2 separate regions of the Canis lupus genome follow, and region 2 is linked to region 1. A link is a contact called in public Hi-C data. All regions are on one chromosome and are shown on one strand. Each heading gives the region's core, a stretch centred on a gene start, on an enhancer-like site or on the middle of the called end of the contact. The rest is flanking DNA. Distances are from core to core; before and after follow the strand shown.

Evidence for each region. A called contact is a pair of places that touch in the nucleus more often than the background predicts.
Region 2: a contact with region 1 is called in a Hi-C map of blood, with 2.4 times the contacts expected there. The contact joins the promoter of TBC1D2 here to the promoter of NANS in region 1. A contact is called at or near these places in 2 of 9 Hi-C or Micro-C datasets (both in blood).

Annotation. Positions count from the first base shown.
Region 1 is chr11:55,619,269-55,623,191 of UU_Cfam_GSD_1.0, reverse strand. It overlaps NANS (sialic acid synthase), which reads right to left and starts at 1,892. Exons shown (of 6, transcript XM_038552913.1): 1 at 1,761-1,892. The coding sequence starts at 1,892.
Region 2 is chr11:55,788,353-55,792,275 of UU_Cfam_GSD_1.0, reverse strand. It overlaps TBC1D2 (TBC1 domain family member 2A), which reads left to right and starts at 1,785. Exons shown (of 14, transcript XM_038552915.1): 1 at 1,785-2,325. The coding sequence starts at 1,972.

The sequences.
Region 1 (3,923 bases), core at 643-3,142:
GTCACTTCTCAGAGGGTTTAAAATGAAACCAATAGGGGCACCTGGGTGGCTCAGTCGGTTAAGCATCTGCCTTCAGCTCAGGTCATGATCCTGGGGTCCTGGGATAGAGCCCCACATCAGGCTCCCTGCTGAGCAGAGACCCTGCTTCTCCCTCTAGCCCCTGTTTGTGCATGCACTCTCTCTCTCTCTCTAATAAATAAATAAAATCTTTAAAAAAATGTGAAAACAATAGCATCTACCACATTGTATTATAATAATGAAATGAGATGGTGCATTTAAAGCATTTAGCCCAGTATCTGATAGAGTAAGCACTTAGCATTCAGTTGGCTTCCATAAAAGCAGAGTTAGTCCTGAACGAAGAGCAAGATAAATACCTAATCACAATTAACGACATTAGGTGAACACCTCTGACTGAAGGGAGGGGGGAAAAATATGGGAGTGAGCCATCCTTAAACCCAGAAATCACAGCACAGACCTCATGCTGGGGACTAAGGTCACAATAAAAACACGATAGTCCCCCATTCAAGGGTTTCACAGTTGAACAGAGAGAGCAAGGAACTTGGACAGTGACAATGCAATATGATGGGAGCAATGACAGGGGCCCAGCCTTGAGGGAAAGGGTTGGAAAAAAGCATCCAAGTAGACCTGGACAGGAATGGAAATTTGCCGGGGTTCCTGGGTGCCTCAGTTTGGGCTTCTTTCTGCCTTCCGCTCAGGTCCTGATCCCAGGGTCCTGGGATCCAGGCCCGCATCAGGTTCCCTGTGGGGAGCCTGCTTCTCCTTCTGCCTCTCTCTCTGTCTCTCATGAATAAATAAATTTAAAAATAAAAAAAAATTAAAAATCTAAAAAAAAAAAATTGCCAAGAGGGAGCAATGAATATTTATAAATCTATCGCTAATAGCTAACATTTATTGAGTCCTCTGTGCCAAATACTGTGCTAAGAGCCTTACATAAATCATCCCGTTAGATTCTTACAAACTCTATTAAGTACTATTATCAAGCCGATTTTCAAACGATGAAACGGAGGCTCACAGAGAGGTTAAGTAACTAGTCCGTGTTCACACGGCTGGTAAGTGGTGGCGTCTGAATTTGAATCCAGAGCCCTGACGGTTTCACCATTTCCTTTTCCAAACACAAGGAAAGGCAAGTGAGAGGAGATCACAGCAACTTCGGGAACTTCCGGAACTTGCTGGAAGTAATTCAAGGTCGCTGAAAGATGTCGGAGACGAAACAATGAGCAGGCAGGAAGGAACCAGGTCACTGAGGTCCTGAAGCCTACGGTGAGGGGTTCTGGCTCCACCCGCGGGCCGTGGGGAGCCACTGAGGCAGGGGTACGACCTCATCAAACCTGTGCTCTAGGAAGATCCTTCTGCCACCCGAAGGGGGCAAAGGACGGGTCAGGAGGCAACTGCAGGGATGCAGACAGGTGAGGAGGGTGGGGAGAGGTGAGGAGGACCGCAAAGATTTAAGAACGGACACGGCGAGCGGGACGCCAGGCCGCACGCGGGATCCCGGGTCCCCGCCCCCACCTGCTGTCTCCGGGCCCCGCCCCCGGCTCCAGGCCCCGCCCCCGCCTGCTGTCTCCGGGCCCCGCCCCCGGCTCCAGGCCCCGCCCCCGCCTGCAGTCTCCGGCCCCGCCCCCGGCTCCGGGCCCCGCCCCCGCCTGCAGTCTCCGGCCCCGCCCCCGGCTCCGGGCCCCGCCCCCGCCCCCGGTCCCGGTTCCTGCCGGCGCCTTTTCCGCCCCGGGCTCTGCCCTCACCTTAGCCGTGCGGATCATGCGCTTGGCCACTTCCAGGTCGCCCTGGTGGTTCTGGCCGATCTCGGCAATGATGAAGCACGGGTGCTGCCCGCCCACCCAGCGCCCGGGACACAGCTCCAGCTCCAGCGGCATCGCGGCGGCTCGGCTCGCCTCGCGCTCCGGCGCCGCACCGCCCGCCTCGAGTCCGGTCCGCAGCCCAGCGGGGACCACACAGCGGCCCCGCCGCGTCAGCGCCGCCACGTCAGCCCGCGGCCGCGCAGCCAATCCGCGGGCCCCAAGTCGCTCCCGCCAGCCAATCGGGGCAGGGGGCGGAGCCTGCGCGAGGTGGGCGGGGCGGCGGGACGAGGACGGCCGCCGGGTGCTCCTGAGCGGGGCCGCGGGCTCCCGGCCGGGCTGCCGGGGCGGTGGTGCTCGCGGCCTCCGCGCTCCAGCCGGGAGCCACCATTCCCCGTAGGGCAGTGGGACGGCGGGAGGCTGACGGCGGCCTCGGGCGTGGGGAGCGGGCTCCCTACGGTGTAATGGAAAAAACGGACTCTGGAGTTGGAACTGCGGAGCTGCTTTGAGCTCAGCCCCTCCCACTAGCCGGTTCTCGGTCGTGAACGCGTTAGTCTTCCTGGACCTTATTTTCCTTTTCCCCCAAATGGGAAAATTATATAGGTTCGCGACATGATGTATAGAAGGCCCTGACCACGGTACTTGTCCTGTAGTGAGGTTTCAATACGTGGTCTCCATTTATGTTCAGAAAGTTCACGAGGGGCCCCTGGGTGGCTCAGTGGTTGAGCATCTGCCTTCGGCTCGGGGCGTGATCCTGGGGTCCCGGGATCGAGTCCCACATCTGGCTCCCTGCGTGGGGCCTGCTTCCCTCTCTCTACCTAGGTCTCTGCCTCTCTGAATACATAAATAAAATCTTAAAAAAAAAAAAAAAAAGTGCCACTGACTTGTCCAAAGCCATCCAGAAATCCAGAGCAGAGCTCGGACCAGGACCCTGGTCTGCCTCTGGCCTTCGGCCACCGCAATTATGCTGTTAGCTTGCAGACAAAGTTCAGAAATAAGAGGCAGAAAAAAAAAAAAAAGAAAGAAATGAGGCAGTTTGAAGAAAACACTGATTCTCAGCTTGCTTTACCCGAACTGATGAGCAAAGTAATAATAGAGAAAAGCAAGGAGGAGGCACCTCTGGGTGGAAGGTGAGAAGAGTAGGGTTTGGACACATTGGTATAAATATGTAAGTGAAACTGCCCACCAGGTAGGAGAAAAGGCAGGTTTGAGGTTCAGTAGAGGTCTGGGCCAGAGAGAACCCAGAGTCATTCTGAGTGAGGACAAGACCCAGGATAGGTAGACGGCTGGAAGAGAGGGCTTCCAGAGGGAGGAAGAGCGTGGAGGAATGAGCTTGAGCAGCTGCCACCACAGGAATGGAGAAAAGAGACTAGAAGTAGTTGACAGAATTAGGGTGGTCCTGAGGCAGGGAGACTGATGAAGTCAAAGGCCCAGACAGTCCAGGAGAATGAGGAAGAAGAGACCAATGGACTTAGGGATCAGAATGCCACTGGAGAGAGCAGATTTGTTGACCAAAGGAGGTGAGGAAACAGAAGGGACAAATATAGACCTTTTCTGGGGAACATTTGATTGTTAAAAGCAGATAGAGGGGCACCTGGGTGGCTCAGTGGTTGAGCATCTGCCTTTGGCTCAGGTTGTGATCCTGGGGTCCTGGGATCAAGTCCCACACTGGGCTCCCCATAGGGAGCCTGCTTCTCCTTTCTCTCTGACTCTCATGAATAAACAAACTCTTAAAAAAAAAAAAAAGGCAGATAGAAAATGGACCCTGGGCTACATGGGGTCCCAGAGTTGAGGGGTTCTGAAGAAGGGCACCTTTGGAGGCCAGGAGGAAGCAATCAAAGGAAAGGAGGGGATCGTAGCAAGGCTCACTTATCCGTGATCTGTGGGTATATCAGAACAGATGGCACTTGCATTCCATCTATCTATCAGGTTTAACTGGCATTGGACATCTGAGGCAGAGCAGAAGACCTTGAGTCCAGAGAAAATTAAACCCAGCACTAAAGTAACTCAGTGCTACATGTGCTAAAGAAAACCATTATGGTTTCAAATAATTTGTGAATCGTGAAAATTATGTTTAAAGGGAAAAAGGAGAAATCACATTTAAAAATA
Region 2 (3,923 bases), core at 536-3,035, 170 kb before region 1:
GCCTGTCCCTACACCAGAAACATTAAATTCTGTTGTTCTTATCATTCTGCTCACTTCTTCCTAGAAAGTATGAGAATCTGAGGTCAACATGATATTTACTTGTTTACTTGTCTATGGCCCGTCTCCTTGGACTAGAATGACAGCTTACTGGGATCTTGGACTTGTCCTGTTCATCACTGTGGCCCTGCATTTTAAATGGTGCCTGGTAGAAGGCACCCACTGAATATTTTTTGGTTGAATTAATAAGTTTGAATATCTGGTAGATCAAATCCTTTCTAACTGTTCTTTTTTTTTTTTCTTCAAAAATTTAGCTACTCTCACCTGTTCATTTCTTGGAAATGAACCTTAGAATCACTTTAATAGGCTGTAAAAAATCCTATCAACTACCCTCCCTCTACCCTCCAGAAGGTGGAGCTTCTTGAGACTTAAAGAGGGTTAAAAATGGTAACATTTTGGCCAAGAAATCATCTTAACTATGTGAAGGAGGTCTACCATCACCATGTGCATATCACATAGCTGGATATTATGTGATGAGAGAGGCACTTCCCCTCTGTCGTGGTCTCCCCCAAAGCCCATCACCCCAATCTAATCATGAGAAAACACCCGACAAACTCAAATTCACACAATTCTATAAAACTGACCAGTACCCTTAAAAAAATGTCAGTCATAAAAAATAAAATAAAATAAAATAAAATAAAATAAAATGAAATAAAGGAAAAGCTGAAATACGTAATAGCTCAGAGGAGACTAAGGGAACATGATGACCAAATGTGGAATCCTGGATTAGATCCTGAACTATTAGTGGGAAAACTCCTGAGTTTTTCAAATGTAAGTCGTATATTTGAAATTATTATGATTGCAAGTATCTACCATTAGTTAGCTAGAAAATCTAAACAAGATGTGCTGTTTGCTTTATTAAGAAATTTTGAAACATTGTGTGTCAACTATACTTCCATAATAATCAAGACGTCTTTTAAAACTCCAGAAATGGATGGTGAATTTGATCAAATACCTTTTTAGAAAATATCTTTTTAATCAAATACCTTTTCAGAAAATATTAAGACGACCGTATCTTTGGCACTACAGATGTAATTTTCTCTTGTTATTCAAATATGCCTGCATCTCTAAAATAGCTCCTTCCAGGTGCAGTATGTAATTCTTTGGTGAAACACCAGAACCGGTTTGCAAGTATTTTATGTAGGATTTTAGCGTCATCATTTAGCTGCAGCCGGGCCTGGGCGCCCTACCTATCGTGACTTGGGCCGGAGGGAGGCGAGTAGGAACCGCAGCAGGTGCAGCGGAGGCCGCTGCACTCAGTGTAAAGACCTCAACAAGCTGAACGATCCCCCCCGGAGAGAAGCCTGCAGAGACCCTGGACTCGCTAGCGCCCCGAGCGGCGCCGGAAGTGGCGTCATCCACCCGGCGTCCCTCTCAGCCAATGGCCGCGGGATGCGCCGCTCGAGGGTAACCTGCACGGCACCTGGACTTAGGTAAAAGCAGACGGCCCTTCAGGCGCAAAATGAACTGTCCTTGTACATTATTACGCGAGGTAGCAAGGCAGCCTAGTCAGAGACAGGTGTCTCTTCCCGCTTCTCTGCCGCCAGTTAACGTAGCTCAGGGACACCACGCCTTCAACCTGAGGGCGCTCTCACGGTCCGCAGGTGCCCTCACTAAAGATGGCTGACCGGCGCGGAGTAAAAGCCGGAAGTAGGCGGGGTGGGCGGTGCGGGGAGGGGGCGTGGTTAGGCGTGGCGAGGGCGTGGCCTGGCCGCCTGGAGGTCGGGAGGGGCGTGGCCAGCCGCCCCACCTGGACTCTCGGTGAAAGGCGCGCGGGCCGCCGCCGTCCGCATTCCTGCCGTCTCCGGGGGGCGGGTCGCCACCGGCCCCGCCCCCGCCCAGATTTCTCCCTCTCGGGAGCACCCCCGGAGTCTCCGAGGTTGGGCCCGCGCTGGCAGCCGAGCCTCAGTCGGAATGGAGGGCGCCCAGGAGGACCCCGCAGAGTCTAGCTCCTCCGTCCCCAGGTTCGCAGAGCCTGCGGGCTCGGCCGGGGGCGCCGAGGTGCTGCCTCCGGAGGAGTCGGGGGCGGCCGCCAAGAAACTCTGTGGCTATTTAAGTAAATTTGGCGGCAAAGGTCCCATTCGGGGCTGGAAATCCCGCTGGTTCTTCTACGACGAGAAGAAATGTCACCTGTATTACTCACGGACCGCGCAGGATGCCAATCCCTTGGACAGCATCGACCTCTCCACTGCGGTCTTTGACTGCAAGGCGGACGCCGAGGAGGGGACTTTTGAAATCAAGACTGCCAACCGGATTATTACCCTGAAGGTAAATGGGGCAGTTTCCCCCTCCTTTTCAGCCAGGATGGGTTCCCAGGGCACGGCTGGGCACGTGTGGGTGGTCACAGTAAATTCACTGGAACAAGAATTACAGACTCTGATCTCTTCCAGTGAACCCTGGGCGCCCACGGTGTAGTGGATTCCAAAACGCATTCACACCCATTTCCTCATTGGGCGCCCACGGCAAAGGCGGGGTGATGCACCCACACTAGAATTTATAAACTGAGTCTTAGAGAAACGAAGTAACCAGCTAGGGGTCATGCGTGTCCGGAGCGGTGTAGACCACACTTGGAATCCCTGAGTCTTCCTACTTCCTCAGCTGTGTCTCGAGACTTTTACTTTTTGTTGTGCCTTAACAATGCAGTTACCTTAACTTTCTTACTTGGGGCTGAAAGAGAGTCAGGATATGAGCTGTGTAATCCGCTCCTGGCCTGGATTCTGAATCACTCTTCTTGATATTTTGGCCAAGGGGAGTGAATGCTGAGCAAATGTTGGCAGGGATTGGGAGATAAAATACTTAGGTTTCTCGGATCAGCCTAAAATGTTCGCAGAGGCATGACTAAACGTGTTTTGCCGTCAGTAGGTTTTATTTTATTATCACCTTGAACTGAGAAAGCCTGAAACAGTGGGAAAGCCACATGCTTTGAAATCAGACAGGCTTGGATTCAGATTCTCCATCAGGTACTTAGTAGCCGTGTCACCCGGGCAAGTTACTTAACCTCTCAGAATCTAGGTAGTTTGTGAGATTTAAAACAAGGTATGTAAGCATCTGGCACCTACAAATTGTTGAATTAATCCCAGTGTCTAGATGCAGCCCAACACCTCGTGGGTGCTCAATCGATTCTTGTTTAATGAACCCAAATGATGATAATAATAGGTCGTAATGTTCACGTTAGGAAGCGGTGCCCCAGAACTTGAGCGGAAAGACACATCTGAGCTGAGGGTTCCGGGATTCACACTCATCAAAGAAGAATGTGCCAGGAGACAGCCTCCTGGACACCACTCCGTCTTCCTGCCCTTCCATCCTGGCTTCCAGCCAACTGGGCATCCATCGAGCCCCTGGACGTAGCCCACAGTTTCCATTCCCCTTTAATGGCTGGGCCTGACTGGTGCCCTGGCTGGGGAAATCAGATAAAATAACGCAAACCTGGAATTCCAGGCCCGGGAAGGCACGCATTTGGGAGGTCATGTGGTTTATGGGTCATGCGTTCCCTCCCACAGGCTGAGCATTATCTTACAGGGTCTCCAATACATGTCTTTAACTGTTCAATTGATCTATGTCTGTGCCTGGCTCTGTGCTAAGCACTGGGGCATGGAGCCAGATCAGACGTGCTGCCTGGTTCTCAAACAGCTTGAGTAAGGACTGAGGAGGGAAGGAGAGGGAGACTGGCACACACAGTGCAGTGTTCTGTAGAGACGTTCTGATAAGTCTGTACCAGAAAAGTGTGACAGGAAGGGGTCGCTTCTGCTGAGTGGAAGGGTCCACCCAGGAGGAAACAACGGAGGAGGAGATGACACCTGAGGCCCAAAAAAGGGATTTGGTTTTCTATGAGCAGACAGGAGGGAGAAGGGTTATTCCTGGCCATG